Regions from separate parts of the Gossypium hirsutum genome. Here region 1 is linked to region 2. A link is a contact called in public Hi-C data. All regions are on one chromosome and are shown on one strand. The core of a region is the stretch at or near the end of the contact, and the rest is flanking DNA. Distances in the headings are between cores, read along the strand shown.

What was found. A called contact is a pair of places that touch in the nucleus more often than the background predicts.
Region 1: a contact with region 2 is called in a Hi-C map of leaf, with 3 times the contacts expected there. The contact joins the promoter of LOC107930147 here to the promoter of LOC107948867 in region 2. A contact is called at or near these places in 9 of 34 Hi-C or Micro-C datasets (anther, callus, hypocotyl and 1 more).

Annotation. Positions count from the first base shown.
Region 1 is chrA04:75,765,188-75,771,712 of Gossypium_hirsutum_v2.1, forward strand. It overlaps LOC107930147 (protein OCTOPUS), which reads left to right and starts at 4,460. Exons shown (of 1, transcript XM_016861720.2): 1 at 4,460-6,525. The coding sequence starts at 4,664.
Region 2 is chrA04:75,531,706-75,537,886 of Gossypium_hirsutum_v2.1, forward strand. LOC107948867 (steroid 5-alpha-reductase DET2) reads right to left here and starts at 3,251. Exons shown (of 1, transcript NM_001327551.2): 1 at 2,264-3,251. The coding sequence starts at 3,141. The coding sequence ends at 2,365. LOC107948866 (acetyl-coenzyme A carboxylase carboxyl transferase subunit alpha, chloroplastic-like) reads left to right here. Exons shown (of 12, transcript NM_001327550.2): 11 at 1-374; 12 at 752-1,240. The coding sequence ends at 753.

The DNA.
Region 1 (6,525 bases), core at 3,210-5,709, 230 kb after region 2:
TTGCAAAAATTACAGGTGTTACATTTGTTTGAAGATTTTTATTTACCTCTAAATTTACTGCCAGGATTTCGTTCATGTTTCCTCCATCGATGATCACTAATATTGTGTTCTTGTCCCCCATGAATAATGAAACCCTCTCCTTGAGAGTTGAACTTAGCCACAAGATGCTTCATCTTTTCATACAAGACTAAAGAATCATAGACTTCATCAACTGTGAGAAATTCGCAACTATATAAAATCGTATCTCTAAAGGTTGAATAAGACGGGAGAAACAAACAAAGTAGGATTAACCCTAAATCCTCTTTATCTTACTGAACCTCCATAGCCTTTAAGTCTAGGACAATTTCTTTAAACACAGTTAAGTGTTTTACAAAGACTTATTCCAAACGATGAGATAAAGATGTTATTTCATATGCAACTTCCTAGTTAGGTTTTTTGACATGCATAGTTGTTTTAGCTTTACCTACAATGTAGCGATGATTCTCCTTCAACACATCTTGTAGAATTTCATTTGACAGATACAAATGTAATTATGATAAAGCCTTTCGATCCTTGCACTTCTTTTCTTCAAGTGCTAATGTTGAAGGCATCTTATCCACCCTAGCAACGCATCTTCCAAATCTATTTGCGTAAGAACTATCTGCATCTTTACCTGCCACAATGCAAATCTGGTGTTGTGATCCAACAGCAGAATATCATACTTCAATGTCACCATTATCATGATCGAGACAAGAAACTTGGCTCTGATACTACATTGTTATAATCAACGTTAATAATAGAAGTAGGAATGATAGCAAAGCAATAAGAAAAAAAATAAACACACATAAATTTTATATGAAAAACCCCTATCGGGAAAAATCACGGGCAGATGAGAAGAAATTCACTATGTTGTAAAACACACAATATAAGAAGAGTTCAACTATATCTATTTAAAGGTTAAACAATCCTATTATAATCAATTTCTAATAGAAAAAGTATATTCCTGTACGAATTCGAAAAGTCCAAAGGTTATTTCTTTAACAAGCGATGGGTTTCGGGTCATACAACTCTAACACAATCAATATGCGTACTTAACTTCAAATGGCCATTTAGGGTGTCATGAACATGTTTTAAATCCAAAGTTCTTTTCATTTTCTCACAAGCTCTTCAAGCATCCAATAATGGTGTCATGAACCTTTTTTGTCAAAATCTTAATCTAGCTTCATCCATAGCTTACCTACACCACTTTGAACTTAGTTATACCAAAAAAATGTCTAAAACCATTAGACATACTTGACCAAGCTTTATCTCCCTAGATTTTCTAAGTGTTCCAACCATGGCCATCCTTGCATTTTATTTTTAAATTCAACAATTAAATGAATGGGTTCACTCATAATTACCATCTTAAGTTATTAATCAACTAAAATTCAAAGGGAGCTTACCAAATTTTTGAAGAACTACCCACGACACCAAGGAATTCTCATGAAAGTTTTCTTCTCCAATTTTGCTAGGGAGCAACATTTATAAGGGTAGGAAACATGAATATCTTTTCTTTTTATTTTTTAATCCATTAATAAAGTAATTATAATTAATACATAATTATCATTTTCAATGGACATGATCTCTTGTTAATTGACTTAGTGGAAATCCATGGTTAATATCATTACTCTCCATTAACTTAACAATAGTAATGGCTTAATTTCATACAAGGTCTTGGTTTATTTAATTTTTAAGCCATGATTTATTACTTCTCAAGTCCTCCACCATTAATGACATCATTTCCTATCCTCGCACATTTGATATGTCCATTCTCTTTTCCTTGAAACTCAATCTTTAAGTTATTTACTATTATTATTTCAATTCAATTTTGATGTCTTTCTCAATGTCGTAATCAATTAATAAATACTCCACATTTAACTACACTCGTACTTGAAATTTTTTTAACTCGATCATTAGTACGATACAAATTAGAAATGGCTAGCCCTCATCTTGTTGATGCCACCTTTTAACAACTTTGTTGATGCCTCAATATTTTTCATGATGAAGTTTCAAATTTCTCCTTCCTTTGGCTTGGCCTACTTCAACAAGTTTGCCCCATGCTTCCATGTCCCTCTTTTGATGTTGCAAAATTGGATGTTGAATCTAATGTGCAGGAGCCTGTTCCATCTAATACACATATGGTTTGCCATTGGTCCTAAACTGTTTATCATAAATTGTGGAAGTTGCAAATCATCATCCATGATTAATACAACTTGTGGGCTATGCTAAAGACGATTGGTACAATATGTGATGTGCATGGCATGTTTAATAGCCCAATATTCTCCATCCTTGTATGCAAACCTATAACATGATACTTTCAATGTTCTTTGGATTTGTCAAAATTTCTTGGACAACTCAAACTATCATAAACCCAATCAAATTAATGCCACTTAATATAAGAGAAGCATATAAATGATGTGCACATGTTAAAAACATTATTATGCACACTTGCTTCAACTAGTAGTATGGTAGTAACCTCTTCCACCTAGTATGATATCTACACAAATCGTAAAACTAATAAAAGTGATGCATTTAAATTCAATTATAAGGTAATATTGATTATAGTAAATAAATATTATTATAACACATATATTACTAAAATATTTGATTCAATATCAATAGATAATCGTATTGCTACAATATTGTTCTTCTAGTAAGTTGTATGGTCATGATACTTAGGCCACCTATTAAAATATGAAATGATAGTACTTAATCATTTAGAATATAATTAATTTATAACATATGTCGCGAATTTTATGTTCTAACAAGAGAGACACTAAGATTTTGAAAAGGCATAGACGCGCAATCCATGATATTTGACATCTCTCATGATTATAAAATCATAAAGGAGCTAGTTTCTTTATTGTTCCCCACTTTACATGCATTACATAATGCCTTCTATATAGGCATGTCAAAACAACAGACCCTCAACTGTACGTATTCGTCATTCTAAAATTATATAATAATGGGAGATATATGGTATAAACTAAGTTGTCAGATTATTCTGACATCAGCACATCTCTAATCAAGTGAAAAATGTAAGTTCTAGCATGATGTTCAATATCTTCAAGTGCTGGATTCATTGGGAGATGCTTAAATCAACTATTTTACCATGTGACCTTAACTCAAAGTCTAAAGAAATCAGACTTATGGTTAGTAATGTCACATCTTCTAACGTTATTGTTACTTTTTGTATAAGAGATAAAATGTATGAGTCTCGGGTCTCCATTAGTCAATCAGAGAGAGATGAATGTCGAAATGGACATAACTTTCCAAGGCTATCATTATTGAAATCAATGGCTATTAGGTGATGAATGATTCTACTATCAAGTGGATTTACTCCCATATTACTATGACAATAAACCATTAGAGAATCCTCCATTATTGTAAAATTTTGAGTGACATATCATTTTATGATTGAAAACATCTATTTAGAAAATCTTAAGTATGTATCATAGTATAAAATGTATAAAACGAATATTTTGGGTTTTCTAAAAAAACTAATGAGTTGGATGGAATATTTATAGATTTTAAGGTTAGGTTCATTTAGAAGTTTTTTAAAGAGGTGGTGAGGTGTATTCAAAGTTTCGTTTCTCTTTTCAAATAATCGGATATAGATTACTATTTACATATTTAAAAAAGCCATGAAGACCTTGACACCTACGGATGTCAAGTTCTATTTAAGTGTTATCCATATCCTTACAAAATTACATTATATTATTATAGTTTAAAACTTAAATAATTTATGGTGAACTTCATATCTATAGGTACTTTTTTAATCATTTCATAATGATTGTCTTGATTCTAATGGGATGCAAAAAGTTTGATGGCACATTACATATTACAAAACTCAAACCCTAAAAACACATTTTGAGAATTAACTTTTGAAGAAACCTATTTTAAGATTTAATTAGGGATAAGGCAACATTTAGTCATTAAACTTAGCAACTTTTCTCACCTTAATCCATAAATTTATTTTGGTCCACATTAGTTTTTAACTTGGCAAATTTCCCAATTTGGTCCCTAAAGTTGGATTCAAGTAAGGTATGTCAACGTGACACTTTGAGATTATTCCACGTCGCTACTTGGATTTTTTTATTTTTTAATTATATATATTTAAAATTTTCAAGTGATGATATAGTACAATCTAAGAGTGTCATGTCATCACACCTTGGGATCAAATTGAAAAAAAGTTACCAAGTTCTGGGACTAATGTGGACCAAAAATAGTTTAAGGACCAAGTTGTAAGAATAGTTAAATTTAGGGACTAAAAATTGTTTTATCCCTTTTAATTAAATATTTTACAATATTTAAGTGGAAAACCCTAACTAAAGTATACGTGTCATGGGTCACTCGCCGAGATTTTCTATTATTTATTTATTTATTTATGTCTTCTTCTTTTTACTATTTATCTTTATTTTCTAATTTTTTTTTCCAGTTACTACCATCATTCTGTTTTCTCTTTCTTTCTTGTCACTGTCTTTTGGAGCTAAACAGTATTGAAAGGCCCAATCCCAGAGGGAAAGGGGAAAACCAAATTAAACAAAAACTAATTTCTCTTACATTTTATTTTTTTATTTTATAATTTTATAATTTATTAATTTTCTCTGACTGAAGCTACTAATATGAGCAGAGCGCTCCTCTCATGCCACTACCGGTTATGAATCCCAACGTGGAGCCACCAGTTCCTGGGTTAGCACCGCCGCCACAACCGCCTCAGCCTCACCGTCCTTCTACCTCCTGTGACCGCCATCCTCAAGAGCATTTTACTGGCTTTTGCCCCTCATGCCTCTACGAACGTCTCGCTGTTCTCGAGCCTTCGTCTTCTTCTGCTTCTTCTTCTTCTCGGAAACCTCCCATCGCCGCCAGTACTTCAACCGCCACCGCTGCACTTAAAGCCATTTTCAAGCCTTCCGGAGGAGGTGGTACACAGTCCGGGTTTTTTCCCGAGCTCCGGCGAACAAAGTCCTTTTCGGCCTCGAAAAACGAGGGTTTCTCTGGTGTTTTTGAGCCCCAGAGGAAATCTTGTGACGTTAGGGCTCGAAACACCCTTTGGTCACTCTTTCATCAAGAAGCAACTGCAAACGGGAGGTCTTCTGAAGTTGCTGAAGCTGAAGCTCGAAATTTGGCTTCTTCGACTGTTGGTCAAGGTCCTGTTTTTGAAAGCAAAGAAGAAGACCAAACTGAGAGTGAAACCGATCACAATGACGACATAGTGATCGTAGAAGAACAACCGCCCAATGTGGCTGCTTCTGCTACGAATTTGATAGAAGAGAAAGTTGAAGAAATTGTGGAAGAATACGAAAAGGAACTGTGCCAAGAAGAGCAGCTGAAGCCCATGAAGGATCATATAGATCTTGATTCGCAAACAAAGAACGCTTCTGGACGAGATCTCAAAGAGATTGCTGGGAGTTTCTGGTCAGCTGCTTCAGTCTTCAGCAAGAAATTACAAAAATGGAGGCAAAAACAAAAACTTAAAAAGAGGGGAAATGGATGTGGGTCAGCGAGATTGCCAGTGGAGAAGCCCATAGGGAGACAATACAGAGAAACCCAGTCAGAAATTGCGGATTATGGGTTCGGGAGAAGGTCTTGTGATACAGACCCAAGGTTTTCCCTTGATGCTGGGAGGATGTCATTTGATGCACCAAGGATGTCTTTTGATGCAGCAAGAATGTCATGTGATGATCCCAGATATTCTTTTGATGAACCAAGAGCTTCCTGCGATGGATATCTGATGGGGAGAATGTTCCCAAGAATGCCCACAATGGTTTCCGTTGCGGAAGATGCTCCAGTTCATCATGTTATGAGGTCTGATACTCAGATCCCTGTGGAGGACCCGACGGCTATGAATTCTGTTACTGAGGAGGATGAATCGCTTCCTGGAGGGTCAGCTCAAACAAGGGATTATTATTCTGATTCTAGGAGAAGAAAAAGTCTTGACAGGTCCAGTTCTAGTAGGAAGACTGCTGCAGCTATAGTGGCTGAAATGGAGGAAATGAGGTCGGTTTCTAGTACAAAGGTTTCCCCTGCAACTGTTGATTACACCCATGGACCTAAGCCTGTCATTCCTGATAGGGATTCCAGGGATTCAAATTCTTTGAGGGATGATTATTCAGACACTTTTGAGATTGGCTTCAAAGATAATGCATCTGTGATTGGGAATGGGGAACAGAAAGAGTCATCTAAGAAGTCGCGGAGGTGGAGTAAAGCTTGGAACATTTGGGGCTTTATTAACAGGAAGAGTGTTAACAAAGATGAGGATGAAGATAGGTATTCTAGAGCTAACGGTGTGGAGAGGTCATATTCAGAATCTTGGCCTGAGTTGAGAGGGGAAAGGAATGGAGATGTGAGAGGAGGTTTTAATCCAAAGGTAATGAGGAGCAATAGCAGCGTAAGCTGGAGGAATTCTAGCAGTTTCGGTGCAGGATCATTTAGTGGTGCAAGGAAGAACTATGTTGAGTCAAATGGGCATAGCAAGAAGAAAAAAGATGATTTTGTGTTGGAAAG
Region 2 (6,181 bases), core at 2,001-4,500:
AGATTCACCCTCAATCTTCAAAAATAAGGTGGATCATTTGAATGAAGAAATTAAAAAGAAAATTGAAAATGCTGTCGGTTCATCGGAATTGAAAAATATGATTGAGTTGTTGAAGCTGGAGATAGCAATGGCAGGAAACAAACCTGATACTGAGTCAAAAAGTAAGATTGAGGCTATACAAAAGCAGATAAAGCAAAGACTTTCTGAAGCTATCATCTCTTCAGAATTAAAAGAGAAGTATGAAGACTTGAAGGAAAAAAATTCTGAAGTCGAACAGTATTCTGCTGGGGCTGATGAAAGTTTGCAAAAGGAAACCAAGTATGAGGAACCTAGACTAGAGATCAATTTGGGTGCAAACAGCAGCTTCGCTCAGTGTATGTAGCTCCTTGCATTTTACATTATCTGGTTCCTTTCTTTGCTTTTAATTTCTGATGAACAATTGAGATTCCTGACATTATTTATTTGGATGCTAAAGGATATATACCATTTAGAACAAGGTTTGGAATAATTATAGCTAGTTGACACTCAAATGCCGTTTAGTATTTCTTGTCTATAACAATTAGGGAAAGAAATGCGTATCTCTAAAATTTGTCTATATACTTTGGCATTTTTGTTGTTCATTACAACTATAATCATAAATGAGCCTTTTTTTTTTTTTATAGATTGGCTAGCATAAAATCTTACGAACTTCACTATTTATGTGATTTGTACTATTGACTTGTATTCTTTTGTAATATATGTTGTACTACAGGATCTTGATTTCTGTCGGAATGTTACTGAGGTAGATGTTATAGAAAGAGATGGTGTTTGAAGTCTGATTGAAGAGCTAAAATTACATCTGAATTATTCAAAAAATCAAGCCTTGCAAGAGCCAACCAAGTCGACACTCTTCTGCAGGCCAGAGGACACAAGGTTTTGCATCTATTAAAACACTGATTGATTATGGCGAACAATTACTGCCCAGTCTCTTTTTCTTTTTCTTTTCTAAGCTGAATTTCTACGTTCTGAATTAGAGCTGATAAAAATTTTCCCTTTGGATGTTACTTTTTGTCCTGCTTATGGTAGAATGTGTTTGTTTCTCTTTACTCATAGACAAAGAACATTGTATAGTTGTGTGATCGCTAGGGGAAACTGAATAGCCAATGGCACACTTCCAAATGTCAGGAATAACACCTCTTGTTTTTTCCCCTGTTTTATCTGTGTTATTACATAATATTTTTCTGCGGGGTTTATGGCAGAATCATGTTTCCTTCAGTAGTCTATGGGAATGCAAGGTGTTGTGATGTTTGGTTCCGCTTTGTCCAAAATATGTTTCATGTAGTATTAAGTTTTGTTTTGTTGAGGAGTAAGATCTATGCTTTACTATTTTTAGGCGATCCCCATTCTTAGGATGATATTTGCCTGGGTATTCCCAAGGGGTTCAATGCTATTTGTTACAGATTTCTGAAGGTGCTTTAATTTTCATAACATGCTATGATGAGTAAAAAAGGTATTGCACTTTCAACCATTTTGTGCGAGTATGCCATCGCTTTTTCACATTGGCATTGCTAAAGAATAGAAACTCCATGAACAATTCTAGTGTAGACTTCTTTCTGATAAGGAAAAGGTGCATTCAAAAGTTAAAACACAGGTCTGACCCTCAGCTCTAACAACAACCAAAAAAAAAAAAAAATGAAAAAATGAAAACTCACACCCTCTGGTAGTTCATTACAAATGTTCATCAAATCGCAAACCAGAGGTATTCAACTGAGGCAGGAGCCGCATGCCACTACCTAGTCTTGCCAATCCATCGGCACTCCTATTCCCTAAACAAAACACATGTTCAATGACCCTCTCGAAACCTTTTAAGGAGCATCCTGCAGTCATTCACCAAATTCCACTTCAAGTTTCCTTGTGTCCATGCTCTAAATTCCTATAGTTTGGCAACCATGCTCATGACCCATTTGCTTATGTGATTCCTAATGACAGCTTTTGCACCTACTTTACCTGGATTACCGATCCATGGCATCCTATGCTCATGATACCGAATTTGCCATCCGTCTTAAACTGTGCCTAAGTAAATGGTTAACAATATCGTTGTCATGATCTCTACACACTGCCACAAAATCTGAATTTGCATTCCACGTCCAGCAAGGACAAATTATTTCGCCGATAGCATGTCATTTGATGATAATGGGCAATATTCTTTTACCTGTAAAATTTGCACTTAATTGCAGCCCAATGCTTAATTTTTTTGTTTATGGTTTGAACAAAGAACAAGATATAACAGAAAAGAAATCTGATTTTTTATTAATCAAACCATTAAAAAGATACAACTTGATCACCGAATCAATCATATGTGGGTTAAACACAAATATCAAATCTTCAATATATGAATGGGATCACAGCTTTTCTGTCTTTGGGATAATCGTCCTTGAACTTCTCCAAATACCAAAGGCGGGTGGCACGAGCTCTAGGCATCAAGTTGGCACAAGTGTAGAGAAAGAAGCCAAAACCCACCCAAGACCATGTCATCACCGCCCACCCAAACCACTCCATAATCTCCCCAAAATAGTTGGGGCAACTCACCAACTCAAACAGCCCTCCTCTTGGGATCTTATATCCACCATCACCTTGTTTCTTCAGTCCCACCAACACTTTATCAGCCCTAACATTCACCCACATACCAACTACAAAAATTAGCAATCCAGCAAGAAACCTCCACCAAAACAGCTCCTCATTTTCATAGTCGTCCTTATAGTGCGACACCCACCTGGCTTGCAAATAACCGTTCAAAAGATTAAACCCGAACGCCATAAAAGCTACACTCACTGGAAAACCCCTGGTTTGGGTGGTGTTCCTGGCGAGCCGAAGAGGGTAAAGGACAGTGCGGTTGAAGTAGTGAAAGAGAAAGGGCGAGATGAGAAGGAATGATTTAGGGTTGTAGAAATGTTGGCCGGAGGGAAAGAGGAAGAAAGTGAGCCAGAGGGTGGGACTTTCCATGAGGAACCAAGCCAAAGGTGGAGAGATGGTAGGACCCCAACCAGGGCGGTTGTGCTTGCCATAAGGGGCTTGGAGGAAGTAAAGGCTGATCCATGTTGGTAAAGCAATTATGTAAAGAGTGAGGAGGCAGTAGTGAAAAAGGGTCTGATCGGAGGCCATTTTCTTGTCTTCTCTTTTCTATGTTGAAGATGAGAAAGAAGGATCTGAATCCCAGGGAATGCTACTTAATAAGTGTGAGTACAACTTTGCGGTACTTCGGCTGTCTTACCTATTGTCCCTCTACCTGCAGCAATTACTATCACTTAAGGTTAGCTTTTCAATTTAATACTGTTTTTCGGTAATAATATTATCATTCTTTTTTATTTAAAAATTTAAGCAAATTAATTTCTCTAATATTTAAGATTAAAGAGTAAATTAATATTTTTGTTATTGTTAAAAATTTTATTTATCTAATTTTATTATTAAAAATTAATTTTTATATATTTATATAGTAATTAGTTATTTTGTCATTCACTTCAGTTTTAACAGTGCAAAAGAATAAAATTTTAACTAAAATAATTAATTTTTTTTTAATTTAATATAAAGTAGAGTAATTTACTTATTTTTTAATAAAAGGGTAAAATATGATTTTAATTTCTAATGCTTTTTCAAGAAAAAATATTTTTGAAAAATGTAATTTGTAAAATTTATTTTAGTATAATCTCAAATAAACCTCTTAACAATAACAATTATAAGATTCAAGCAAATTCGAATCCCATGCCTCGGAAAGTGCACTATAATTTCTTCTAACCACTAGTTAATAATGTAGCTTGATAATTTTGGGGTTTTACATTGCTCTAAAAAATTATTGTAAAAAATTAAAATATTTATTTTAAACATTAGATAAAAAATAATTTAACTTATATTATATTTAAATAATTTAATATATTAATAGATGAAATATAGAATTTAAATGTATTTTAAGCAATTAATATAAATTATTTATAAAATTTAATTTAAACATATAAACCATAATATTTGTAAGCTCACATATGAGTGGTAAGTTAAAACTTTAAAAAAAAAAAGAAAAAAGAAAAAAGTGGTTGCTACGAAATTAAATGAAATAGAAAAATGTTGTAATTACTTCCATTAAAGCCAAATAGAAAGTATTTGGGAAGAATAAATAGAGTGCTTTCATAATTTTATATCTAAAATGCAAAAATAATTTTTTTTTAAATTTTGGTGCTAAAATATTTTTGATTCCAAGTCTTAACCTTGATTAATATTATTGCAATATAAAAGTGGATTAATAAATTAAATATTTATTTACTTCCTTTCATATGAGTGTAATATTACTTGTAGTCTCTTCCAACCTTTAAAAAAGAGGACAACGTGTTTCAGCGCACTTGAATTTATGTACTTCTGTATTGACAATAATACCAATACCAATTGATAATAATATTTGATATTCTTGAATAAAAATTTTAAATTTAGTATTGCAAATGAAGAAAATTAATCAAAACCAAATAATAAAGATAAAAGAGGAAAAAAAATATAAATTATGAATTTTAAGGAGGCCGGCGGAAGGGTATTGAATTAAGTTTAGATAATGAATTTTGTGATTCAAACCCACATAATTGGAATTATTAAATTTAATATAAAAAAATATTAATATTTTAAACTATTGAAAAATCCAAAATATGGATGATGAAGAAAAATAACAAATTTCATGACGCTATGTTAATCTAATCCTTGGCTTAGTTATCTTCTTATTATTTCAAGGAATTTTATTTATTTATTAGATATAAAAATATAAGTATAATTATTAGAATGATATTTTTTTATTATATGATTATTAAGTAAGTCTTTGTTTAATTTCAAAATATCATAATAATAAATTTAATAAAATAATTTAATTATGTTAACAACTGCATTTAAATATTAAAATTTAAAAAAGATATAAATTTAATTTTTGAAAATAAAAATTAAATTCCAAATAAATAAATAAATAGTTGAAGGGCAAAATAGTTGCCTGAAGTAAGCAACTTTAAAAGCGATGTTGGCCGGCCGACATTCATGGAAAGAAAATCATCAGCTCGATTTTCTCTCTAGTCTTTGGAGAAACCAAAGTTTTTTTTTAATTATATATATAGTTTCTCCAATTTAATATTATATTTAAAATATCAAAATTAAAAGCTATTATAAAATTTTAAAATATTAAAATACAATTACTTTTAAAATATGAAAATATAAAAAAATTATTTTTAAAAAAATGTACCTTTAAAATTGGTATTTTTTTTTCATTAATAAAAAGAAGAATACAATTCCTAAATTTTAAATTTGAAAATATGGTTTTAACTATAAATATAGAATGATATCGAAAGTTTTGATAAACTTCAACAACCATTTATTCTATTTTCCAAGTTTTGACTGTAGCTTGAAGTGGATAACTTTGGTTTCGATGCCTACTTGAGAAAGTTGTAATCTTGAGATGGATAACCCCAAAAAGTTTTCTATGATGCAATTAAGTTTGTATTGCTTGTATATGTTGGTTGTGTAAACCTTTTTGGACATCTACTTTTTATTTTAAAAAACGAAAATAAAGTCCCCACGGATTATTTTTATTAAGTGTGATTGAATCATCTTAAATTTGGTCATTTTAATAAAATGTTAGATTTATTAAAATAATAATTTTTGGTTTACAAAATTCGAGAAGTGAGTTTGGGAGTCGGTTACATATGAGGAAGAATTAGCACCTTTATAATGCTTAAAATTGGTACCTAGTTGATTACTTAATGTCTTGATGTCAAAATTGAAAATCCGAAGAAAATTTAAAATACAATTCCTTTCGCGCAATGTTATTTGATTATATTGAAAAAGTCCCTATCTAGATTGAGTTTTTAACAAGGAGGTTTTCTCATTTCAGGTCGATCAAGACGAAAAATCATGTCCCGTAAGTTGGGGCACAAAATCTCGAATTCTCGAAAATAAAAATGCTCGCCGTTTAATAATTGCCCAAATCTTATATTTTTTAATTATTATTTAAAAAAAAGGGATGTTCAATTATTTCGGTTTAAAGAGAATATCATATCCTGTAAGTTAGGGGTACAATTTCTCGAATCCTCAAAATAAAGAATATTGCATTGGTTCAAATTGCTAAATATACAATGTATAAAATATAACATTTAATGCAATATGCGATTAATTTATTTGAGTGTTG